Linked DNA regions of Mus musculus: all the other regions are linked to region 1. The links are chromatin contacts, called in public Hi-C, Micro-C, promoter capture Hi-C and targeted proximity ligation maps. All regions are on one chromosome and are shown on one strand. The core of a region is the stretch at or near the end of the contact, and the rest is flanking DNA. Distances in the headings are between cores, read along the strand shown. Region 1 holds the start of Exoc6 (exocyst complex component 6). Region 2 overlaps Ide (insulin degrading enzyme). Region 3 holds the start of 4931408D14Rik (RIKEN cDNA 4931408D14 gene). Region 4 has its middle 120 kb from the start of Cyp26a1. Region 5 holds the start of Cpeb3 (cytoplasmic polyadenylation element binding protein 3). Region 6 has its middle 120 kb from the start of Gm52397. Region 7 has its middle 99 kb from the start of Gm52397.

Evidence for each region. Promoter capture Hi-C pulls out the DNA fragments that hold promoters and counts their contacts. Hi-C and Micro-C count contacts between places; a contact is called where the count stands out from the background.
Region 2: a contact with region 1 is called in a targeted proximity ligation map of bone marrow-derived macrophages, with 4 times the contacts expected there. A contact is called at or near these places in 5 of 39 promoter capture datasets (the 3T3-L1 cell line, 3T3-L1-derived adipocytes, hippocampal neurons and 2 more), 5 of 484 Hi-C or Micro-C datasets (the Ba/F3 cell line, the G1E-ER4 cell line, the N1E-115 cell line and 1 more), 1 of 130 datasets of targeted methods (bone marrow-derived macrophages) and 2 of 9 other capture datasets (adipose tissue and embryonic stem cells).
Region 3: a Micro-C map of embryonic stem cells shows a contact between it and region 1, with 2.4 times the contacts expected there. A contact is called at or near these places in 4 of 39 promoter capture datasets (embryonic stem cells, liver, pre-B cells and 1 more), 8 of 484 Hi-C or Micro-C datasets (B cells, the G1E-ER4 cell line, the N1E-115 cell line and 2 more), 7 of 130 datasets of targeted methods (the NIH/3T3 cell line, embryonic stem cells, large pre-B cells and 2 more) and 1 of 9 other capture datasets (embryonic stem cells).
Region 4: a contact with region 1 is called in a targeted proximity ligation map of pancreatic cancer cells. A contact is called at or near these places in 1 of 39 promoter capture datasets (pre-B cells), 1 of 484 Hi-C or Micro-C datasets (the N1E-115 cell line) and 4 of 130 datasets of targeted methods (large pre-B cells, pancreatic cancer cells and pro-B cells).
Region 5: a contact with region 1 is called in a Hi-C map of CD8 T cells, with 5 times the contacts expected there. A contact is called at or near these places in 3 of 484 Hi-C or Micro-C datasets (CD8 T cells and embryonic stem cells), 4 of 130 datasets of targeted methods (embryonic stem cells, memory CD8 T cells and pancreatic cancer cells) and 1 of 9 other capture datasets (liver).
Region 6: a contact with region 1 is called in a promoter capture Hi-C map of liver, with 3 times the contacts expected there. A contact is called at or near these places in 1 of 39 promoter capture datasets (liver), 2 of 484 Hi-C or Micro-C datasets (embryonic retina and nephron progenitors) and 5 of 130 datasets of targeted methods (bone marrow-derived macrophages, embryonic basal ganglia, embryonic forebrain and 2 more).
Region 7: a targeted proximity ligation map of extraembryonic endoderm stem cells shows a contact between it and region 1. A contact is called at or near these places in 1 of 39 promoter capture datasets (hippocampal neurons), 46 of 484 Hi-C or Micro-C datasets (B cells, the Ba/F3 cell line, the C10 cell line and 29 more), 24 of 130 datasets of targeted methods (the G1E-ER4 cell line, the HPC-7 cell line, the NIH/3T3 cell line and 17 more) and 1 of 9 other capture datasets (embryonic stem cells).

Annotation. Positions count from the first base shown.
Region 1 is chr19:37,548,446-37,551,820 of GRCm38.p6, reverse strand. Exoc6 (exocyst complex component 6) reads right to left here and starts at 1,403. Exons shown (of 22, transcript NM_175353.2): 1 at 1,256-1,403. The coding sequence starts at 1,356.
Region 2 is chr19:37,283,367-37,287,049 of GRCm38.p6, reverse strand. Ide (insulin degrading enzyme) reads left to right here. Exons shown (of 25, transcript NM_031156.4): 18 at 1,753-1,844; 19 at 2,818-2,929. Among named protein-coding and RNA genes, the nearest start is that of 4931408D14Rik, 21 kb to the right of the region's middle.
Region 3 is chr19:37,262,788-37,266,231 of GRCm38.p6, reverse strand. It overlaps 4931408D14Rik (RIKEN cDNA 4931408D14 gene), which reads left to right and starts at 2,137. Exons shown (of 3, transcript NR_040299.1): 1 at 2,137-2,378; 2 at 2,497-2,635.
Region 4 is chr19:37,820,447-37,824,074 of GRCm38.p6, reverse strand. No RefSeq gene overlaps it. Among named protein-coding and RNA genes, the nearest start is that of Cyp26a1, 120 kb to the right of the region's middle.
Region 5 is chr19:37,205,917-37,209,114 of GRCm38.p6, reverse strand. Cpeb3 (cytoplasmic polyadenylation element binding protein 3) reads left to right here and starts at 1,644. Exons shown (of 11, transcript NM_001290827.1): 1 at 1,644-1,820. It overlaps Marchf5 (membrane associated ring-CH-type finger 5), which reads right to left and starts at 1,570. Exons shown (of 6, transcript NM_027314.3): 1 at 1,211-1,570. The coding sequence starts at 1,245.
Region 6 is chr19:37,865,934-37,869,552 of GRCm38.p6, reverse strand. No RefSeq gene overlaps it. Among named protein-coding and RNA genes, the nearest start is that of Gm52397, 120 kb to the left of the region's middle.
Region 7 is chr19:37,885,084-37,888,592 of GRCm38.p6, reverse strand. No RefSeq gene overlaps it. Among named protein-coding and RNA genes, the nearest start is that of Gm52397, 99 kb to the left of the region's middle.

The sequences.
Region 1 (3,375 bases), core at 154-2,653:
ATTTGAGGACAGCCTGGTCTACAAAGTGAGTTCCAGAATAGCCAGGGCTACACAGAGAAACCCTGTCTAGCAAACAAAAACAAAGGAAAGAAAAAGAAAATTAAAAGATACTAATGAGGCCTTTGCATATCATAGCAGGAACTTTCTGTAATAAAAAAACATAACCTGCCTATTAAGTGCTTGGAGGTAGAGAATAAATGGGCAAGATCTCTCATGTTCTAAACAACTTCCCACCCCCACCCCCACCCCAACCCCACCCCGTTCTACAAATACAAAAACAAGGCCAAGGGGGTTAAATGATTTTTTCAGTCATCAGTGACAGGTTTATGAGAAAGAAACAAGAAACACACCACATGATCTGGCTCCCTGGGGCAAAGTGAATTTACAAGTTGAACTGACTTCATTTTATCTACATTTACAGTGAGAAAACAGAATTCCATTTCCAGGAAGTGTGTCCTGAAGAAAGACTACTGACAAAGCACAATCCGTCTCAAATTCCCTTAATGAACCACAAGTTCATTCATCCTAATTGCAAAAGATGAAATTGTAATCCTTGAAGTGTCTAACCTAGTGTTAATGGCTAATAGCTCTGTACCAGTACCAGTCTATGGGGGCAGAAAGTATTCCGTCCGGTATGGACTATTCATTAACTGGTACTATTCCTAAAGAGAGTGGGTTTGGATCCATTTAAAATACGCTGAAATTTTAATACAAAATCAACATAACGTTTGTCAATAAGTAAAAGCTTCCTGTCCCAAGAGCATCGTCACCCCTGCGTGAACTCGAGCTGTCAGCCCACGCTCGCGTCTCGCCCGGGGAGAAGGGTGCTGCAGCGTGGGAGAAAGGTGCTGGCGTCTCCCGCTCAATTTCAATTCTCCCACGCCCAGAGCAGTCAGTGCGCTGGGGTTTCCATCAGCGCGCAACTTGGCACCGGGATCAGTCACGCCGGCCACCTGCAGGTGACCTTCGTCCCCAGCACAGAGCAGACAGCCTCCGCCTAGGGGTCAGGGCCTTGGGGCATCAAGGCCCTAGGCTGGGGCGGCTCTCCGGGTCAGAGACACCCTGGCAGCCACACCCACAGGCGGCGCGGTGACAGGTGCCCGGGCCCTCCGGGTCCCGCAGCCCACGAGCGCCCGCCCCCGCGCGCACCACCTGTCGGGCCGACGCGCGCGCACCCGGCAGCGGACGCCCCGCCCGGCTCCTAAGGAGTCCCTGGTCAGGGCAGCCCGAAAGCCGGGGCATGTGAGAACTTTACCGGAGGGTGGGCCCTACGCAGGCGGTGTCGGTGCTTTCGATCTCCTGCAAGATCCGCTCGTGCTCCGGGACCGTGCCCAGAGCCTCGCAGCTCTCCGCCATCTTGGCTGGAAGCGGAGGCGCCGGCCGGGCGCGGCGGCGCGCGGACCACAGGAGCGAGCGGCAGGTGGCGCAAGCGCGGCGCGGCGCTGCGGGGCGGGGAGGGGCGGGGCCTGGAGGGGTGGGGCGCAGTGGGTGGGGCCCGCCCGGGTGGAGCCCGCCCCTGGGGAGGTAAGGATGACCTGGAGAGGGTGGGGATCGGGGCGGGGGGGGGGGGTGGCCGGGAGGGGAGGGGAACCACCACCTCCATCTTTCCTCGCGACCTGCCCTTAGTTATCTAGAGATGTTTTAGTGCAGTGTGTGCTGTTGTGCACTGCAGGTACCCTAGCAATAACGGAGGTGACCCTCGGTCACACGCCCTCAGTAATAGTGATAGAAGCTACTGAGCACCTGATGGGCTTTAAATAGTGGGGAGTCAGAGAAAAGCAAATGCTTTCCCGAAAATCAAAACTGAGTGTGTCGTTGAGATTTATTTTAAGAACAAACAAAAATTCTATACCTCGACTGCTCTGAAAAAATCGTGTCCCCTGCCGGATGCAAGTTCACCGAGGTTAGTCATATTGGACATAAACTATCAAAATGAGGGAAAATGAGAACAAGACTAAGGCGCTTGCTGGCAACGTAGAAAAGAGGCCCAGGGCAATGTTGGATTTCATGCTGAAGCTCTTGAATCCAAGCGCTCCCAGGGAGTGGTAGCTGGGCTGGGGTGGGAATAGACTTCTAGGGGGAAAGAATGAGCAATAAAGTGGTAGAAGGAAATGGCAGGTGGCTTGAGCAAAGGGACACATGTAGAAAAAGAGGCTTGCTTAACAACCTGTATCTAGGACACCGTGTAAACCAGCTTGTCATGATCAAAGCACTGATGGAAGATTAGTCAGAAAAGAGTTCAAACCTAGCCAGAGGGACAACTAATTTTCTGCTCTCCCTAAGTTCAGGAGCTCTGAGCTTCCCTGTGAGTCAGGCAGGCTTTGCACGAGCCAGCTGTCAGACTCACTCTCTTCCCTGGGCCTCTACTACCAGCTTTTTCCCTCTTCTTCCTCCTTTTCCTCCTTCTCCTTTTCTCCCTCTTCCTCCTCCTCTTCCTCCCCATAAGAAATCCTGGGAGATGATATTGAGAAACAATTAAGAACATGTCCTCTGAAGACAACTGTCCCAAACCCCACTCAGTCATGTGACACTAGGCAAAACTTAATACTTTTCTATCTCAGTGTCCCCAGCCGCAGCTGCTAATAACTGTGGTATCTACCTTGTACTACATCCTATATTATATTAACTTCCATTATTTCTGTAACAAATGCCAGAGCATAAAATGACTCAAGTGTAATCTGTTAGAATGCTCACTGGGCTATAGTCAACATGGCGACACAACTGCATTTTTTTCCAGACTCTAGGAAAGAATTTGTTCCTTTTCTTTGCCAGATTCCAAATGCTATCATAGTCTTTGCCTATGACTTTCTCACTGTGTGGCTCTGGTAGCCTTGAACTCACTACATAGACCAGGCTGGCCTTGAACTCACAGATGTCTGACTGCCTCTGCCTCCCAAGTGCTGGGATTAAAGGTATGAACCATCATATCCGGCCCCCTTTTAATAAAAGTTTTTGGGGCTGGAAAGATGGCTCAGTGGTTAAGAGCACTGACTGCTCTGCGGAAGGTCTTGAGTTCAAATCCCAGCAACATATGGTGGCTCACAACCACCTGTAATGAGATCTGATGCCCTCTTCTGGTATGTCTGAAGACAGCTACATTGTCGGGGCTGGAGCGAGTAGAGGTCCTGAGTTCAATTCCCAGCAACCACATGATGGCTCACAGCCATCTGCACAGCTACTGTGTACACATATACATAAAATAAATTTACTTTATGTGTACTAGTGTTTTGCCTATATATGTGTGTGTGTATACACACACACACACACACACACACACACACAACAAACAGAGTTCAGTAAGGCTAGAAGAGGGTGTCCGCAACTGGAATTACAGACAGTTTTTACCCATCATGTAAGTGCTAGGAATCAAAGCCA
Region 2 (3,683 bases), core at 815-3,314, 270 kb after region 1:
CCTCACAGCTCAGTATGGTCCATTTACCAACTGTACACACACCCAGCCCTGCCTATAGATAAAGCAGTGGTCAGTTAGAGGATTTCTGGGTCAGGGCCATGGTTGAGAAGCACAAGTCAAAAGTTCATTTCGATGGAGACAGAGCAGGTGAGGGTTAGAGAAGAGATCCCCAAGGCAACACAGTGGGAGTGGACCATGTTCCAGTTCTGCAGTGACTTGCAGCTCAGTGGCTTTAAGTAAGACTTTAGACTTAGATAAGACTCCAAGGGTGCGGGTGCGTGCGTGCATGCATGTGTGTGTAACCTTTAAAATTAAGATAGTTGCACATACTTTTGGATTGAAAAACAGTATCTATAAAATGCCTGACCTATTAGGTTTTTAATTAATTAACTTAATAAGTTCCTAAAGAAGGACCAATATGTGAAAAAGGAATGGGAGTGGTAGAGAACTTACTGTTGGGATACTGTAATAACAATTGCCACAGCAGTGCCACCTACAGATGCTAAAATTAGTAAAAATTCGAGGGAAATCCAGTCAGTGATATTACTCGAAGAGTAAATGTGCTGGCCACCAAGCCTGATGCCTTGAGTTGGATTCCCGTGTGGTAGGAGGACTGAACTGACGCTGTATGTTGTCCTTCCCACACCCCCACGCTCCCACCCGTACATTTGTCACTACCACATGCATGAGCTTCTCTCTCCACCCTGGACCACCACACACTGGATCGATGGATGGATGGATGGATGGATGGGTGGGTGGGTGGATGGATGGATGGATGGATGGATGGATGAATAGTGTAAAAATTTTTAATTTAAAAATTTGAGGGAAATCTGTATATTTATATAGTCTCAACTTTTTTCTTCCAACAGGTATTTATTAATTATAATGGTAAAATTTGACTTTGATAGTTTTTGGTGGTGGGCACTTCCAAGTTGCATGTGGAACATGTACACCCTACTCCGTTACTACCCAGAGTAGAGCAGTATGCTTACAATGAAAGCACCTGGCAGACACCACCGTAGCCAAGCAGTTTGTTGTAACATATCCAGTGCCGTGACACATGCCTGTGCAGATGTTTGATGGGCATTGCCTCCCTAGTGCACCTCCCTACTGTTACATACATGACCTTGAGATGACCCTAGATAAGTAAAGGAGTTCTGAGGAACTCTCCAGTGAGAGACAGGAAGGGTGTGTGACAGGTAATTACAATATAGGAGTAGAGATAAGTCCTGGATGAAAAAAGGGTATTAGTGTAGTAATGAAGTCCAAGGCCAGGATTGGTGGAACATACCTTAATCCCAGTACTATGGTGCAGAGACTGGTAGATCCTGTGGTGTTCAAGGACAGCCTGGTCTAACTAGCAAGTTCTAGGACAGCCAGAGCAACACAGTGAGACACTGTTTCAAAACAACAAACAACAAAAACCTTTAAAAATCCTAATAAAGCCTCATCTCTGGTTAGCAATGTGTAGCAGCTGGGAGTGCAGCTGAGTGAGAGAGTGCTTGCCCAGCACGTACAAGGCCTCGGGTTTGAGCTAAAGAACCTTGAAAAAAGTGTCTGTCAGTATTGCTTGCTTAGGCTTTGATAATCCTATTAAAGTTATTGAAAGATGATAATATTAGACAAAACTGGGTGAATGATATAAAGGAACACTAGTATTTTTACAAGTCTTCTATAAATCTGAAACTCTTTCCGATACAAAGCTTTGTTTTTATATTTATACACAGATCATCCTATTTCTTACTCTTTCAGATGTTACCCTCCCCCGACTTAAGGCCTTCATACCTCAGCTGCTGTCACGGCTGCATATTGAAGCACTTCTCCATGGAAACATAACCAAGCAGGTACGAGGTGAAGTTCTAGCAGGCTTTTGTAGACCACTGTAAGATTATTTCCTCTATTCTCTCTCAAGACCTAACCAGCACAATGCTAAACACATTAGAATTAACTCAGCTTTCTCAGGAAGCAGGTCGGAAGGACATGTGAGAAATAGAATTATGATAGTTAACTTAGGCTCGTGGCTGGCCTGGCCTATACAGCCAGAGAAGAAGTGAAACTGATTACCCCTACCCGGTGCAGTCTCTCAGAATGCAGAAATCAGGACCTGCAAACCCCGACACTGCTGTATACTAGACATGCAATCTTATGAAAATGTATTTCGTCTGTTCTGCAGATCACAGGCCTGGACTCGCGACCACTCCATATGTCCCCCAGAACAACATGCTAGGCTCAGATGCTTGCTCGTTGTGGTTTAATTCACAATGCATACTCACGAGTATCTTTTCTGTTCCGGCTTCTGTGGTCAAGGTCACTGACATGGAGCTAATGTCTCCTTCCCAGTACCTCTCCATCTTTAGAAAGGCCTTTAGTCCCTGTGTCAGCACTATGTGGATAGTTGCTTAGATGTCTCTCTCTCTTTTCACTACTACTGTACTGATTGACAAACTCAGTTTTTATCCATTTGGAAAGGATTAAATGAATTTAATGTTTAAAATCTGTTGGGGTTTTTTAAGACTGGCTTTTTAAAAAAGATTTATTTATTAATTTTATGTATATGAGTACACTGTATTTGTCTTCTCTTCAAATACATCAGAAGAGGGCGTCAGATCACATTGCAGATGGTTGTGAGCGACCATGTGGTTGCTGGGAATTGAACTCAGGACCTATGGAAGAGCAGTCTCTCTAGCCCTAAAGTCCGTTTTTAGGAACATATATTTTTGTTTATTGTAATGGGCAATCCAGTAGGCTGTATTGATTTTCACAAGACAGGATGTACTGTGGTTTTTATAATACACTATGGCATTTCCTTTCCTCCAGGCTGCCTTAGGAGTTATGCAGATGGTAGAAGACACTCTTATCGAGCATGCTCACACCAAACCTCTCCTTCCAAGTCAGCTAGTCCGGTACAGAGAAGTCCAGCTCCCTGACAGTAAGTTGAAATGTGCTGTATTACAATGTGGCATAATTACAATGAGTTGAGTGTGCTTGGAAATAATATATGGTTTCATGTCAGAGATCTACAGGAAGCCTCGTTTATAGAAATATGGTTACAAGTAGGTGATTTTGCCAGAATTTCCCTGATTGGTGAGCCATATACGTGAAGGCAGGCAGTAATTTAGAGGAGATTGACATTGGAATTGTCTAGTACTTGCGTATAGAGGAGTCAGAGAATAAAACTCTCATACAGCTAATGAGATATGAATTGTGAGGGCTGGAGAGATGGCTAAGCGGGTGAGGTCATGCATGCGCTGTTCCTGGAAAGGACCTGACTTCTGTTCCCAGCATCCATTTTGGGGACTTAAAACCACCTATAACTCACTCCAGTTTGAGGGCATCTTGATACCCTCTGTCCTCCATAGGTGCCTACATTCATGAGCACAGCTACACACGTGCGTGCGCGTGCACACACACACACACACACACACACACACACACACACATACACATATCACACACAAAAATAAATCTTGTGGGGCTTGGTGATGTGCTCCACTAGTCCCAGCACTTGGGATGCAGAGTCAGTTGTATCTCTCTGAGTTCAAGGGCAAGCTGGGCTACAAGGTAACTTGCAGGCTAAAAAAAGAAATCTGGGCTAGAGATGTGGTCTAACTGGTAGAGTACTTGCCTAGCACAGAACGAAGGTGGGCGTGGTACGTGCTTGTATCTCAGCACTTGGAGGTGGA
Region 3 (3,444 bases), core at 888-3,387, 290 kb after region 1:
CAATAGTGTCTGAGTTTGGTGGTTGTATATGGGATGGATCCCCAGGTGGGACAGTCTCTGGATGGCCTATCCTTCAGTCTCTGTAACTCCTTCCACGGGTTTTTTGTTCCACCTTCTAAGAAGAATCGAAGTATCCACACTTTGATCTGTATGATAAGAACTTCGTTGAGTTTTATTTAGATCATATTCTGATGCTATTCTAGCCATTCTGATTGAACTAGCCTGCGGAAGGGTGCTGCTGACAGTGCAAAGCCAGTCCTGACCACGAGGCGGAGACAAAGCACTTCTCAGTGAGACTGTTCCACACAAAACCTGATGTCACCGCCAACTCCCATTTATGTAATATAGAAATCAGCAAAAAATGTGACAAGAGCCAGGCGTGCACACCTGTAATCCCAGAACTTAGGAGGTTGAGACAGGAGGATGGCAAGTTTTAGGCTTAGCTGGGGCTACACAGCTAGACCCTGTCCAAAAAGAAGGTAGGTGAGATTATTCTTGGTCCTGTTGTTTCCCCTCCAAAGAATTCTTGTCATCATTGGAGAAAACGCCAGGAACTGATTTTAAAACTAATTTGGAAAAATTAGTACTACAAATGTATCTTATTCACCTAATTACATCGCTTGTATCTACAGATATTTTTCATCATTTTTCTTCCTAAGTGCCAAGGCTGCAGGCACCTACACTGGCCACTGTTTTCTTACATGTGCTATTCAGTGTTGCAGATCTGCCCCACCCCAACTCTGTTTTTGTTGTATCACACACACATTTGAATACATTATATTTTCATTCAGTTTAAAATATTCAGGTTTCGGGCTGGTGAGATGGCTCAGTGGGTAAGAGCACCCAACTGTTCTTCCGAAGGTCCAGAGTTCAAATCCCAGCAACCACATGGTGGCTCACAGCCATCTGTAACAAGATCTGACGCCCTCTTCTGGAGTGTCTGAAGACAGCTACAGTGTACTTACATATAATAAATAAATAAATCTTAAAAAAAAAATATTCAGGTTTCTCTTGAGACATCTTTGACCTATGTGACATTTAGAAATAAATTCATTTTGGTTTGTTTTGGGTGGTGATGTGCCTTTTGTTTTTTGCAATTCTAAGATGGTAAGCCTAGTCTAGTATGACCTTGGACTTTGTGGACTCAAAAAAAAAAAAAATCCTCCTACCTCTGCTGGCAAGTATTTGGGTCTAACAGCATGTGTCACCAGTTTAGAAATATAGCGTGCATTTGTCAAATATTTAGAGGTTTCCCGGCAATGTTTCCACTATTCTTAGTTTAATTTCACTCAACTCCAAGATCATGCATTTGTTTGCTTCCAGATAGTGGCTTGCTAGAGGCCAAGCTTCTAGCTCACAGTCCTGAGTGCTGGGATGAGAGGTGAGTGTTATCATGCCAGATGCCGACGCCTATTTTCTAGGGCTTTTGTTTTTAAGCTTGTTTAAGTGTGGTTTTCAGTCTGGAATGTAACCTCAGCGAATATTTTATCTGAATTTGAGAGTGATGTTCACCCATACTTGTCGGATGAGTGTTCTTCAAATGTCAACAGATCCAGATGACTAACGGCACCGGCTAGGACTGGCTAGGTTCCACTTGGCTTTGTGCATTTTCTCTCTGATAGGTCGATTACTGTCTGGTGCGTTGCTGGAGTATTGAGCGCTAATGGATTGAGCCTTTTTTGTGTTTTTGTTAAATGGTTTTCTGTTCCCTTGGCTATTTTGACTCCCTGCTGTTCAGCTTGATCATATTAATGACTGTAGGTCTTTTTGGACAATAGACTGCGTTTGTTTTGTGTGGTGCTCCTTTTTGCCCCTGGTCGTTTTCCTTGCACCAGCTGGCTCTGTGCCTGGAAGCTCGGAGCTTGCTCTCTTTGAGTCCTATCCCTGAAGTCGCCCATCCTCTGGGAGGCAGACAGACATCTTCAGCCTCTGAGGCTGATTTACAAACAAGAGTTGGATCCACAGAACAGCAGCCCGGAACTAGGGGCAAGGGTCACATGTCCAGTCAGAAAGAACGCCCTCCTTCACCCAAATTGCTCAAAACTGTTGTTGGCTCTTCTTCAAAACTCTTGATGTTTGGCAATACCGTGTGCACTTTGACCATAGCGTCCAGTGCCTTGTTGAGCAGTTTTCAGTAGACTTTCGCTTTGCACAAACATCTTCTCTGAGTGATCCAACACCTCCTGCAGCTCTGGCAAACTCTGGGTCAGCCCGGAGTCCCTCGAAGCTGGAGCTGAGGTCAGAGAAGCCCAGGACAGCCACGAAGCTGTGGGTCCTCGCGCCTAACAACCACGGTTAAGGATTCTGATACGTTACCAAACCGCCACCCAGAAAGGAATTGCAATGTGGACTTCTACAAGAAATCAGAAACAGTAAAGGTAGCCTGAAAGCCACACCGAAATTACCTGCTACCATCCAGGATGCTGAGCAGACAAGGGTTTGTGGGAATGGGGCGTGGCTAGGCGCCTAGGCACTTATGGATTCTCTTCTTTTCAGAACAGCCTTGCTGCCTGCAGGGGTGACTGAGGCCCTGAAGTCCAGAGCTTTGCTGAGTCGTCACTTGGGAGAGTAAATCTCCAATGGTCTGCCCGTGCAGTGAGCATTGTAACCTGTATCACTGTAAATCTTATTTGCAGTGAGTCCTTGTTCATCCCTTCAGTGTGTGTGTGGGGGGGGGGGGCTGGGGGGGGGCGAGGGAGGGCGGCAGAAGTCGTCCTTGGATATTATTTTCCAGGAGCTATCTATCTTGCTCTTGAAACGGTGCTCACAAAGAAGGATAGGCTGGCTGGCCACCAAAGCCTAGGGACTGTCCTGCCTTTGCCTTGCCCGCACTGGGGTTACAAGTGTGTGCTACCAGGCCTGATTTGTGTGTGTGCTAGGGATCAGACATGAATTCTCAATTGACTGACTGACTCCCTCCCCATTCTGCTGTTCAGAGCTTTTAAGTACTCAGCAGGGGAAAAAATTGCAGGTACACCTTGCTGACTTAACCTCTCTCTTTCAATTTCATAAATATATTTATTATTTAAATTGTGTATATGAGTGTGTATTGTGTATGTGTGTATAAAAAAAGAGTATGTGTATATGAGTGAGTATATGAGTAAATGCTTGTGTATGAGTGTGTATATATGTATGAGTATGAATGTATACTGTGTTATGAATATGTGAGAGTATGCATATGTAACTATACATATACACATATGAGTTAGTGTGTATGAATGTGTTATGTGTATTGTGAGTGTGTATATTTAACTATGTGCGTGTATATATATATATATATATATATATATATATATATATATATATATGAATGAGTATATTGTATGAATGAATGTGTATGTGTATGTGTGTACATGTGTATGTGAGAGAGTGTGTGTTTTCTTAAGCCTAAGTCATGTCTCTAACCTTTCTCTGCAGTAGCTTGCTATGTAGTCCAGACTGGTT
Region 4 (3,628 bases), core at 870-3,369, 270 kb before region 1:
AATCCCAATCACCTCCCTGTCCCTTCGTACCCACCCTTGCAACCTCCCCTCAAAAGAAAGTCAAATCTTGTGAAAGCTGTAGTGTGTCACAATGTGTCACACAGTATACACCCTTTGTCCACACATCTTGCAAATGAGTCAATAATCTGGTTTGAGGCCTCTAGCTTCTGTTACACTATCAATACAGGATACTTTTTAGGACTTCTCAGATATCCTGTTGTTTCCCCTGTGTTATGGAGATTGCAGCTTTGGAGCAGTAGGACTGTCCCTTCATATACTCTAGCAGATCATAGATGGGGTAGATCTTGAGGTGGACCAACTCAAAGCCCTGGATCTGGGCCTGGGTAGTAGTTAAGCTGGTCACCCTGCCAGCTCTCCTGCACCTCCATCAACTAGACGAGCTCTCCAGCACTGCCCTACCTAACTCACCCAATGCAGCAGCCTGAAAGGGCTGGGGCAGCTCTCTGTTCTCATGCTCTCAGGACTGGCTTGCCCAAAAACACCCCAATCCCAACCCCATCCCCCACCCACCCCCTCCAAACCAGAACCAGCTCTACTGTGCTGCCCAGGCAAGGTGCAGAGCCCTCTCTCCAGAGTGTTGCAGCCATTGAGGGACAGGGGCAGCTCTCGGGCTCTCATTACCTTGGGGCCAGCTCTCCCACCTGCCATAGGTGATGAGGGATGGGGTGGAGGGTGACATCTCTCCCTCACCTATGCTACTGCATGGCAGACAAGTGGCAGGGCCAGCCCTCCCATGTTCACATCCTCAGGGTTGGCTCATCTGCAACTCCCGAAACCAGAGACAGTTCTACTGTGATTCCTGTGCCAGGGATGGGGACTGCTCTCCTAGTACCGCAGCTGGTGAGGGGCAGGGCCAACTTCCCTGCTCTCATGTCTTTGGGCCCAGCTCTCCCAGGTTCTCTGGTTGAGAGAGGTAAAGCCAGCTCTGCACAGCCCTCAAAAATCAACATGGCCCCAGAACATCAGCCCAGACCAGGGATGTATGCTTGGCTTTTAGTGGTAACAGAGCCCTGCTATGGCTCTAGGTGGCAACAAGGGTCAGGGCCTCACCATGGCTGTTCCTCACTACCCTCAAGTCTCCAGTTCTGCCTCTCTTCATTGTGCCCACATCTTTCTGTTTCTCTTTCTCTTCCATTCTCCACCACTTACTTGCCCAGCTTAGTGCAGCCCAGGGCCTATGAGTGTCCGGAGTCATCTCAGGAATGGCCTCAGAAGTGCTCCACCCGTGCTGTGTGGCACTGAGCTGGGGTCATCTTGAGTATAGTCTGCCCTCCTGGGCCTGTGAGGCACTGGGCTGAGGATGGCACTGGATGGGCATGAATGATCTCTGCCCACCTGGGCCTGCATGGCCCTGGGATTAGATTCCTCTTGGGACTGGACTCCATGGTGCTAGACTTGGAATTCTCTCAGGCTTGTTCCCTGTCTGGCTATGTGGTCCTGGGATGGGGATTGTTTTAGGTATAGTTTGCCTGGAGGCTTGTGGCAGGCACCAGAGTGGGGTTTCAAATCAAATAATTTTTAATAGTGCATTTCCAGCCTGCAAGATTTCCATCCCAGAATAGGATATGATGAAGCACAACTCTCATTTTTGTTTCTACGTCACTGTCTATCCCAGTATTTAATCTTCCTTCCTCCTTTTATCCCCCTCTTCACTTTGGTTTAGGTCACCTGGGTTCTTGGCAATAAGTTAGATCTTCCACCTCTATAGATGGCTCAGAGTCCTCTTATCTAAATCCCCCTTGACCATTCTGGGTTCTCTCATCCCTATCCCCAGGTTCAGAAAGGCTTGTGATCCTCTCCAGGAAGCAGACCTCTGCACAGGGATGTGCCTGTCACTGGTGAGCATCCTTTAGCATCCAGCCTGGTTCAGACCCTCCCTCTTGCCTAGCAGCTCTGAAACCCCTTTCTGAGCACTAAGTTATAGGTTGAATTCTGAGCCTTTAGAATTTATATGCTGATGTCCTAAACCTTCATACCTCAGAATATGACCTTATTTGGGAAAGCAGTTGTTGCAGATGTAAGTAATTAAGTAGAGATGAGGTCATATTGGAATAGGGAGGGCCCCTAACCCAACATGACTGGTGGTTCTTATAAAAAGGGGAAATTTGGAGGCAGACATGCACAGAGGGAGAATACCATGTGAAGACTGGAGAAACCCTGACACAAGCCAAGGGTCTACCAGAAGCCAGGAGTGAGGCTTTTTTCCTCAGTGCTTTCCAAGGGAACGTGGCCCTGTCGAGACCTTGATCTCAGACTTCCAGCCTCCAGAAAGTGAGAAAAGATGTCTGTTGGGTGAGCCTCTCCATGTGTAGTGCTTCGCTACAGCAGTTCTGACAGATGAACTCACAGGTGAAGTCTCTATTTGCTGCCCCATTTCAGTCTCACTAGCGGATCTGTTCCTGAAGCAGCTCCCTCAGGATGGAAGGAGGTGAAAGGCAGTAGGAACTGAGCCTCTGAGCAGCCCCAGTGTCAAAGCCTCTCTTGGTTGGGATCCCACCAGTTTCCTGTAGTACCTCAGTAGCAGCTGCAGGAATACACTTGTATGTTTCTGCCCTGGTCTTAGTTTCCATTCTGTCTCTGCTCTCTGGTTTATCACCCCAGACTCTTCTCGTGGTTTGTGGGAGTGGCACTGTGGCTTTCCTCCCGGGGCCTCTGGGCTTATTCCCCATTTCTGACAAAGCAGTGGGACAGTGTCTCACCAGGAAAGCATTTGTGCTATGCCGCACCAAACAACCTACCAGATGCAGAAATGGAATTCTGGCTTCATAGGAGGTGAGGCCAAAACTTCAGGCTCTCTTACAACATAATCAGGCTGAACCCTCTACTTCTCCCCCCCTCCCCCAGGCCCCCCCTCCCCCAGGGTCCCCCTCACCCCGTCATGGAGATACATAGGCTTCGGCTTGCCTGTATTCAACACTGACAAAAACACTACACCTAAAGGTATCAGGTAAACACAGGCTTCCAAATCTCGGCACTATTGACATGAGGGCCAGATAATTCCTTGTTGTGGGCACTGTCCTGGCAAGATGCTCAGAAGCATGCTAGACCTCTCTACATTAAATGCAAGCACCAGCCTCGCTCTTCCAAGCTATGACAACCAAAAATGTCTTTAGATAGTTAAATGTCCTCTGTGGGACAAGGTCAAACACAGTCGAGGTCCACTGAGTTAAACCATCCTCAAAGAACACTCACTCTTCATATTGAGATCTTAAAATCCAAAGTCATTTTATTTTATCACTTCAATGATTCTAAGGAATCATAGACTATTTGCTGGCATCAGTTATACAAGAAAAACCTACAAATCGGAGAAAAAAAGACTAGAAGATTGTGGTAATTTTGGTTGTCTTGAGTTTTGGGTAGTTGATTTTTCAGAGAATTGTGTTTGCTATCTACTTTTCTGGATTTTTCTCCTTTCTTTCTTTCTTTCTTTCTTTCTTTCTTTCTTTCTTTCTTTCTTTCTTTCTTTCTTTCTTCCTTCCTTCCTTCCTTCCTTCCTTCCTTCCTTCCTTCCTCCCACCCTCCCTTCCTTTCTTTCTTTGGATTTTCAAGACAGGGTTTCTCTGTGTAGCCCTGGTCATCCTGAAACTTGCTCTGTAGACCTGGCTGG
Region 5 (3,198 bases), core at 395-2,894, 340 kb after region 1:
ATCTCTCTGGGCATACTTAGTATGACACATCTAGTCAAGTATGATAAATTATAATGAAAGGAAAACTTGAGAAGTGACCAGACTTCTAGACAACTGGAGAAACGGACAAGTTCATTAGTTGTAGCAGAATAGCTGCTAAGTACCAGAGATTTAGGCTAAATCCTGTCATAAAATATGAGGGTGTAACTTCTTGCCTTCCCTGATGGATCTTTGATGCCCACCTCCCAGCCCCAGTAGTTAATGGCTATAACCTCAATCAAGAGAGGGCCTTCATTTAATAAGTTTCAAAGCTGAATCTTAAGTGCATTGAGAGCATCACCTGCTGAAGTGGGTGGCCAGTTAGTCTATTTAGAGTTGCAAGCAACCTCAAACATTATGAATTAGATCGACCAATTGGTCAGAACAGCAAGCAGCTGCCTTGGTGAAAAGGTGGATTTAATTTAGTTTCCAAAAACTCACTGGCTGGAATTTAAACGGCAGAGGGCAGTGCTGTAGACTTTCTCAAAGAGTTTTAGTGGCTGGAGACCCCAGGAATGGGCAACTGGTCCCAGTACAAGCCCAAACGTGTCTGGGAACTTAGCGATCGTCAAGTGTGCTACGTGTTCAATGTTGCATGCTTGTGGCTGTTTTCCATAACCTCTACTCTAGTGTGACCGACCGTTAAGGCTCCCTTGTGGATATTCTGACCTTACGGTTTGGGGGTAGGGATGGGATTGGGGGAGGGTGGTGGGGGAGTTGGAAAGAGAAACGAAACCCAGGCTTTAAAAGAAGGAATGCCTATCCTTGCATTGTGAAAGTGCAAGGGACCAGTCTCCAGAATGACAATCGGGTACTTCCCAGTGGCGTCGCTGTCAACCCCTTTACTACATTGTCCGGGGAGGAGGGGGAGAAATAGAAACTAATACTATGGGTTAACAATAGCGCCTCTTCACCTCAAAAAACAAAACAAAACAACAACCAAAAAAAAAAAACCCAAACAGGCTGGCGGCCAAAGTAGACCTCCCTCCTTTAACTAAGTTTCAAAGTCTACGACCCTGACCTCTCGCCCGCTCTTCTCCCCAGTGCCACCTCCAAACTCAGAGCCCTTTTCCCGGCCTCCGGGCCGTGGAACTCTCGGCGGACGCCAGGATCCCCGCTCTCGGGGCCTCGAGGCCAGCATGGGCAGGCCCAGGACGAAGGCCGGCAGTTCCCGGCCCCACGTTGCTCCTACCTGTCCAGCATCTGTTGAAGGGCTTGGTCCGGCATCTTCCGCGGAGCCGGCGAGCTCGGCCCTCGCCCGCAGCCCCGCTCAGGGCCAGGCCCCGGGACAATAGCACTGAGAGGCGGCGGAGTAGGCCTCAGTCCCGCGGCGGCCGCGGACCCGCCACACAGCCTCCCGGCGTGGCTCCCAGAGGCCCGCGGTGGCGCTGCGCGGCCGGCGGGCGACCGCAGAGGGCGGCGGGGAGTGAGGAGGAGGAGCCTGGGGCCGGGAGGCGGCGGTCGCGGCCCGGGTTCCTGCCGGTCCGCCCAGGGTTCCGGTCCATGGACCGCCGGGGCGCCGAGCTGCTGCCGGCGGAGGAGCTACCTCTGTGAGGTAAGAGTCGCCGCCTCCGTGCGCGCCGGGGTCACGACGCAGGGGCGGCTCGGAGCAGCCTGGGAGATGTAGTCCTCGGACCGTCCCCGCTAGAGGCTGCACAGCCCGCCGGGACCCCCGCCGCCGTGCCCGCCGCCGCCGGGCCGGCGCCCTCCCGTTTCCTTCCTCCAGGGGGAAAAAAAAATGTCCTTCGGGCCGCTGTCCGGGAAGCGGCAGCATGTGGCGCTCCGCTGTCAGTAGCAACAAGGTCAGCGCCCCTTCTCCGCGTCTTGTCCCCTCAGCTCTCGCGCTCAGGTGGGACAGAGCCAGGTGAGGGGTGGCGGCGTGGAGGGCCAGTTTCTGGGCCGGGTCAAGTACGCCGGGCCGCGGCGGCGCGAGGCCGGGCGCTCGGGTCAGCCTCGGCCGCGTCAGAGCCCATCTTCGGGGAGGGACAAGTGGCTTAGTGCGGGGCTGCTCTGGAGGGGCGTGTGGGTAACCCGACTGTTCGCACCGGCGCCTCTGTGTGTGTGTTGGGGACATAGGAGAGCATGGGGGGTGGGACGCGAGCAACCACTTTGCCTGTCCAGGAACCTTCTCGGTTCTGGTGCTGTCGCCCAGCCTTCGAGGGCTTGCGGGCAGCCTCCAAAGGGGACACGCTGCTGAATAAACAGCCCTTGCTTGCTCAGCTGTGGGTTGTCAGGAGTGTTTGTTTCTTTCCGCAGCTGGTCACCGTTAACCATTCCTAAGGCTCCTTGACACTTCTAAGCAGGTGGATCCCGGCCGAGGGATCAAAAAGGGAAGAAGTGACAAATCACGCCTCTGTCTTCTCTGACGCCGGAAGGGATAGCTTTGGAGGGGGGAAACGAGCTGTTGTTGACTTAAACCGATGCGTAATTTGGACGACCTGTGGCATTGTTTAGCGCTGTGATTGGTGGGATGTTTTGCTAGTTTTCCGTTGGTTGTGCCTACGGTTTTTTGGTTTTTTGTTTTTTTTTTTTAAACTTCTACAAAACGTTTGCTATTTCTTTAAATGAAAATGTTTCTTTAAATTTGAGCCTGGAGTGGTTTCTCAGGCCTATAATTCCAGACTTGGAAGACTGAGACAGAAGGATTACCTGGTCTGTATAATGAATTCCAGAGTAGCCTAGGCTAAATAAATAAATAAATAAATAATCAATCAATCAATTAATCAAGGATATGGTAGGCGTCCAATCCCGTAACCCCAGCACAGGAGAGGAGGAGGCAGAAGGATTAGGAGTTCAAGGTCAACCTCTAACTCTAATTAGTTTGACTCTGTCTCAAAAGGACAAACAAAAAGCTGCATAGGCATGGCCAGCAGATCTGGGAGGGTCTTCACAAATTCAAAATCAGTTCGGGTTACAGAGAGAGACCCTATCCCACAACAGTAACCATCAAAGCTACTTTTGTTTGTTTGAGTTTTTCCTTGGCAAGGACTATGTATCTGCAACACAGGGATGACTGGACTTGGAGATCCTCCTATCTAGAGCTCCCCATATCTGGAATTATATAGGCATGGCCCACCACACCCAGAACCGAAAGGCTTTCAAAATTATTGCTTAAGGTAGTTTGTTTTTTTTTTTTTTTTTTTTTTTTTTTTTACAATCAGCTCTTACCTGTGTAAATCT
Region 6 (3,619 bases), core at 528-3,027, 320 kb before region 1:
AAAGGGACTTAGGTGTGGCTGGCAGCAAATAGAGCAGGGCCTGCCCATCCCAGATGCCACCCACTTAGACTTGTTAGCTGTCAGACAATAATTGAGCCTGGTATTCCCCAGCCTTTTACTTTTTTTTTTTTTTTTTTTTTTTTTTTTTTTTTTTTTTGAGACAGGGTTTCTCTGTATAGCCTTAGCTGTCCTGGAACTCACTTTGTAGACCAGGTTGGACTCAAAATCAGAAATCCGCCTGCCTCTGCCTCCCGAGTGCTGGGATTAAAGGCGAGCGCAATCACACCCCGTTCAGCCTTCTACTTTTTTTTTTTTTTTAAATAAGTACACTGTAGCTGTCTTCAGACACTCCAGAAGACGGTGCCAGATCTTGTTATGGATGGTTGTGAGCCACCATATGGTTGCTGGGAATTGAACTCAGGACCTTTGGAAAAGCAGTCAATGCTCTTAACCGCTGAGCCATCTCTCCAGCCCCAGCCTTCTACTTTTTTTTTCCATATTTTATTAGGTATTTAGCTCATTTACATTTCCAATGCTATACCAAAAGTCCCCCATACCCACCCCCTCCCCCTGGCCCTGGCGTTCCCCTGTACTGGGGCATATAAAGTTTGCAAGTCCAATGGGCCTCTCTTTGCAGTGATGGCCGACTAGGCCATCTTTTGATACATATGCAACTAGAGACAAGAGCTCCGGGGTACTGCTTAGTTCGTATTGTTGTTCCACCTATAGGGTTGCAGTTCCCTTTAGTTCCTTGGGTGCTTTCTCTAGTTCCTCCATTGGGGGCCCTGTGGTCCATTCAATAGCTGACTGTGAGCATCCACTTCTGTGTTTACTAGGCCCTGGCATAGTCTCACAAGAGACAGCTATATCTGGGTCCTTTCAGCAAAATCTTGCTAGTGTATGCAATGGTGTCAGCATTTGGAAGCTGATCATGGGATGGATCTCTGGATATGGCAATCACTAGATGGTCCATCCTTTCGTCACACTTCCAAATTTTGTCTCTGTAACTCCTTCCATGGGTGTTTTGTTTCCTATTCTAAGAAGGGGCAAAGTGTCCACACTTTGGTCTTCGTTCTCTTGAGTTTAATGTGTTTAGCAAATTGTATCTTATATCTTGGGTATCCTAAGTTTCTGGGCTAATATCCACTTATCAGTGAGTACATATTGTGAGAGTTCCTTTGTGATTGGGTTACCTCACTCAGGATGATGCCCTCCAGGTCCATCCATTTGCCTAGGAATTTCATAAATTCATTCTTTTTAGCCTTCTACTTTTTAAAGAGATCTTGAAATTCAAACTATGAAGTGCCTTCCCTTTTGTCTATTGACCGTTCATATCTTTTGACACCACAGAACTCTATAAATGCACCTGTGGGCCTCCTATCTAAATGCTACAGTGGCTGTCATTTGATGGACAGCTTACTTTGTGTGTAGCAGTGCACAGTGGGTATTCTATGTGCTAAACTTAATCTTACAGCAACCTTGGAAGAGAGAAGCCATTTTATTTATTTATTTATTTATTTATTTATTTATTTATTTATTTATTTATTAAAGAGATGGAGGAAGGGCTCACCATGCAGACCAGGCTGGCCTCAGGAAATCTTGAGCCTCTCTGGTATCTGGGACTCCAAACCATTGTGCCCAGTTGGGTGAGAACGTCAATGGCATTTCACAAAGCAGAAAAACAGATTAACGAAGTTCAATGCACTGGTTAATGTTCTACTTGTCAATCAAAGTGACCTTAGGGCTGGAAAGAGGACTCTTTTGTTAAAGGTTAGGCTCACAACCAAAACATCAAGAGTGACCTCGGAGGCTTTCATTTTACAAACAGAAACAATTTATGCCTTTACTGGAACAGCTCACAAACAAATTATCAATCTTCAACAAGTTAATATCCAAAGCACTCTAACCAGACCTTAAGCAATAGCACACTGTCAACACAAGCTGTCAAGACCAAGTCCCAAGGTTGGGTGGCTTCTCATAGAAAAGGATTCTCTTGAGTTTCAGGATTCCAAGATCAAGGATTTGGCGACTGTTTCCGGTGAGGACTTTCTTTCTGCCTTTCAGGTATCTCCTTTTCTGTGGTGTCCTCACCTGGTCTTTCTTCAGTCTGTACAGCCTGGAGTCTTTCATATAAACTGAGTCCTATTAGATCAGAGCCCTTCTCTTTCAGCCTTACTTAATCTAATTTACTTCCTTGGAGTCACCGATCCCCCTCACCCCCACCCCGTGCTGGTTAGTTTTTTGTCAACTTAACATGAACCTGAGTTAGTTGAGAAGAGGGAACCTCAATTGAGAATTTGTCCCGTACGCAAGTCTTTGGGGTCGATTTTCTTGATTAATGATTGATGTGGGAAGGTCCAGGCCACTGTGGACAGTGCCACCTCTAGGCAGGTGGTCACGGATTGCATCAAAAGCAAGCTGAGTGAGCCATGAAGAGCAAACCAGTAAGCTGTATGTTCTCTGCTTCACTTCTTGCCTTGAGTTCCAGCCCTACTTTCCTGTCACAATGGACTATAATCTGTAAGAAAAAATAGAGAACAAGCCAGGATATTTCTGAGTGTAATTACACTTGGAGTTAAGGCTAAGCATATGAATTTGGAGAAAAATACAAATATCCAGACCTGAGCAGAGAATAAACAGTAAACAAAATGATAATTGCTGTAGCATCAGGTCTACAGTTGATATTGTCATATAGTTCCCCAGTGTCATTTGAAGATGGGCACGCAATAACTTCTTTGGTTATTGCCAAGTTTGGGATAAATTCTCTTAACAAGAACTCTGGGGATTAACCCCAGGCCTCATGTATGCTATGCATGGATTCTACAGCCCAGCTATACTCAGCCCTGAAAGCAAACTATAATGGCTCATGGCTCATCATTTATAACTAGGGAAAGTTGTGTTAGTCACATGACATCTGTTAGCACCGAAAATTACCAAAGACACAGACAAAATTTAGCCATTGATTTCCTTTTTAAACTCTTCCTCCTCCTATTCCTCCTCTTCTCCTCCTCCTCTTCCTCCTCTTCCTTCTCCTCCTCTTCCTCCTTCTTTTCCTCCTCCTCTTCCTCCTCCTCCTTCTCCTCCTTCTCCTCCTTCTCCTCTTCCTCCTTCTTTATTTTCAAGACAGGCTTTCTCTGTATAGTCCTGGCTGTTCTCAAGCTCACTCTATAGATCAGGTTGGTCTCAAATTCAGAGATCTGCTTTTCAGTGTGTGTGTGTGTGTGTGTGTGTGTGTGTGTGTGTGTGTGTGTTTTAAGACAGGGCTTTGGTTTGTAGACCAGGCTGGCCTTGAACTCACAGAGATCTGTTTCCTCTGTCTCCATATTGTTGGGCCTAAAGGCCTGTGTCATTCTGCCCAGTGCAGTTACTACATATGTACTATTCTGTTGCTGAGGTTTTGTTTGTTTCCTGAGCTCAGAATCAAGCCCAGGGCCTTGCTCAAGCTGAGCAAGTGCTCCACCTCTGATTGGAATTCACAGCCTGTTACTTCCTTGCAGAATCACTAAGGGTCTCTTAGCAGTCCTTCACTGTTATTCCAAAGACTCCACATTCATTGAGCATGTATCGCTGCACCAGACAGTGTGCTAGAGCCTTCTTAATTCCATCAGTAGCTCTGTGA
Region 7 (3,509 bases), core at 438-2,937, 340 kb before region 1:
CTAGAGACAGCACTTGGAAAATGGTCGCGTAGGAAGTGGTCCCTTCAAATGCACTAATACATAGGGACACATTTATACCCACAAAGGATGGACCTGCAGGTCTAAAGCGTTTCAATGTCTTTTTTTTATAAATGTATTCTAAGTTTTGTATTCTACCACAAAGGCTTTTAAAAAGTGAACCTTTGGACTCCATTTAGTACAATGAAGAAAAAAAAACTGCTCAAAAGTCTTCTTTAAACCTAGAGGCTGCACTTGGGTGGTTCAGCTCAAAATACAGACTGTGGTATATGTACGACTGGTTGAGTGCCCACATCTGTGGGCTGCTGTTCCACCCTCCCACCTCCAGGTGCATTCAAATGGCTTCCCGCAAGAGCAACCCTGTGTCAAGAGCTCCAAAATGGGGTGCAGATATGAATTTAATAACCGTAACAGCTCAGACTGGAGAGATGGCTCAGTGGTTAAGCACACGTATTATTCTTCCAGAGGACCTGAGTTGCGTTCCCAGCCCCCACATTATCTGACTCATGACCACGTGTGACTCCAGCTGCAGGAACATCTGATATCTCTGGGATCTTGGGCACCAGCAGAGTGCCTAGACCCACACAGAGACGTGTACATGTAATTAAAAATAACAAAGCAACCGTTTAAATAATGGTTACAGCTCACCTGGGCAGTCCTGGGGACACTGATCCATGTAAAAATGAACTTACAAGTAACTAATGGGGTTGCTAAGCACCCCATTAAAAATCTACATCAATCTTCAATTAGAATATATTTCGGAAGAACTAAATGTGGTGGTCTATGCCTTTAACCCAATTCGAGGCAAGGCAGCGGATCTTTGTGAGTTTGAGACCAACCTGGTCTACGTTACAATTTCCAGACCAGACAGGGCTATACAGTGAGACCCTGTCTCAAAATGAAACAAAACAAAAAACAAAGAATATACTCCAGGAACATACTGCATACCTCTCCTGTGGATTTGTACACACACACACACACACACACACACACACACACACACACACACACACACAGTGTTTCCAAACCAAATGTAATACATAATGGGTGCACAGGGGTCAAAAAAAAATCTCTGTAGTCAGAGGTCAAGGATGTTGCCCAATTGTTGAATGTGTGTGTCCTTGACAAGTGTGAAGTCCTAGTTTCACACCGCACCCCGAAACATAAACGAATGATTTAATTTTAAAAATCTGTACCCCCAACACTTTGATCAGTTCTCAGGTCCCTGCCATTGGGGAAGCAGATAGCTGAGACACAATGTGATCCTGGGTACAAATGCACTGCCACACCAGCGGAAGAAGAAAAAGACGCAGCAAGGTAAAGTGTAGCATAAACGGCCAAGAGTTAGGGCAAAGCAGAGAGTTGGGCGTCAGATCTTGGTCTTATTAAACTTTTTTAAACCCAATAAATATATTTATTGATATCGCGATCATTTTTGTTACTTCCGCAGGAGAACAGAAATCAGTTAAGGGTGGCTCTGGAAACACAGCCTAATGCTTTCCAAAGGAAAATATTCCATTGTAGAACGGGCCAGAATCTTGGGAAGACATAGACGTGTATTTCAAATACTGTCCACAAGATGGCAGCAGCATCCTCAGGTTCCCAGTTGGCACAAAAGGCATTCCATTCAGTCTGCATTCCCCGGAACCCCACCCAAGACAGGCATCTCTGGGACATATTTTAAGTGGAAGGTGACCAGCACCACCGCATCTAAAGGATGCCCTTTCTTCTGGAATGCTCTGGAAGTTTACGACTAGACAGACAAAAATGCTCCGGTCTTGAGAAAAAACGGGAAACCACCCATTCATTCAAGTATTCACTCGTGAAGGAACCTGGGATCCTGCTGAATCCTACGCTTCCTGCAGAGAGGTGCAGCAGGTCTCTGTTTCCGTGGCCTCGCAGTCAGTTTACACACAGTCTACCAAACCAGAAGGGTCTTCCATCCAGTTAAAAATCACCGTCCTGCAGACTGCAACTGCTGCGGAGCACAATGAAGGCTAGAACCCTACCCCAGGATGGGATGCCCACAAGGACTCTGCTCTCTAAGCTGCCCAGAACAGTAGAGTTCAAAGGGAGAGAACTCGTGGAGTTAAATCAAGACTGTGGGTTTGCCCACCTGTAAAACGACTTAAGTTCTTCTTTCTTTCTTTCTTTCTTTCTTTCTTTCTTTCTTTCTTTCTTTCTTTCTTTCTCTCTCTCTCTCTCTCTCTCTCTCTCTCTCTCTCTCTCTCTCTCTCTCTCTCCCTCCCTCCCTCCCTCCCTCCCTCCCTCCCTCCCTCCCTCCCTCCCTCCCTCCCTCTCTCTCTCTCTCTCTCTCTCTTTCTTTCTTTCTTTCTTTCTTTCTTTTTTCTATAGCCTGTTTGAAGTTAAAAATCTGGGCCGGCTAATGGAAGTTGCCACCTGGAATGTCTGGGGCAGTAGTGCAAGGTTACATTCCAGGCTCCTAGCAGAAAAATGTCAGCAATTTGCCTTTTGTCAACTGCAAATTAAAGTAATTTCCACGCAGAAGGTTTCTCCTGCTGGCAGTGAGCACCCAAAACACTAGGGCAAGCCGTGACCTGTCTCCCGTCCCCAGGGCCACCACACCTGAAGTTGGATGCACCTTGGAGCTGCAAAGAATGGCTGTCTTCCCTCTGAAATGCCCAACCAGATGGGCGCTAGTGGGGTACAGAGGGAAGTGCATCTTCTCAGTCCCTCTTAGTCCCTAGACGTTCTCGTAGAGTTGGGGAGGGCACTCAAAGGCTCTATAGAGAGGTGAGTCTGTGTACACTGTCATACCTGGCCTGTGATGAAAGTGTTGGACAGACTGGTGCTGATGTAGACACAGCATCTTTGGTGAAAGAGACACTACAGTCAGCATAGATGAGGGATCTTTGGAGCAAAAGAAAAGAGTGGGGTTCGAACCTCATTTGTCAACCTCCTGGCTTCCCCTGGGCCCCATACAGGCACCAATTACAGAGGTGAATAGTGAAACTTGTCCTCACACAGACTTAACTCTGAGCTTAGAGGCTGGAAACCACATTGGCTCTGCGATTGCCATGCTCCAGGGAGGGAAGCCAGTCCCTAGTGTTCAGATGAACTGCAAATGAATGGTCAGTGTCTTCACAGGCAGCCAGCATGCTTAGCTGGCCAATCACCTCCCTAAAAATTCTAACGCACACATACATGCACACATGCACTCATGCATGCACGCATGCACACACCATTCTGTGCCCAATGCCAGCCTGACTGGGGACCTCTAAGGTTCTGGAATCAATCCTGCACTTCTGCACACAGGTCGCTTTGATCAGAGTCCCACACTTCACGACCAGCACTGGGACTCCATCATCTGTCTTAACCTGTGACCTGTCTGAGTCTCCTTTTCCTAGTCTATCAGGTCAGATGACCTGAGATGTCTTTCAGCTGAGACACCTCTCAGAGCTACAGTTCATGATCCATGTACTTCACACTGGAGTGGAGGGTAGGGGTGGGGTTCAGGTTTTTACAATCTT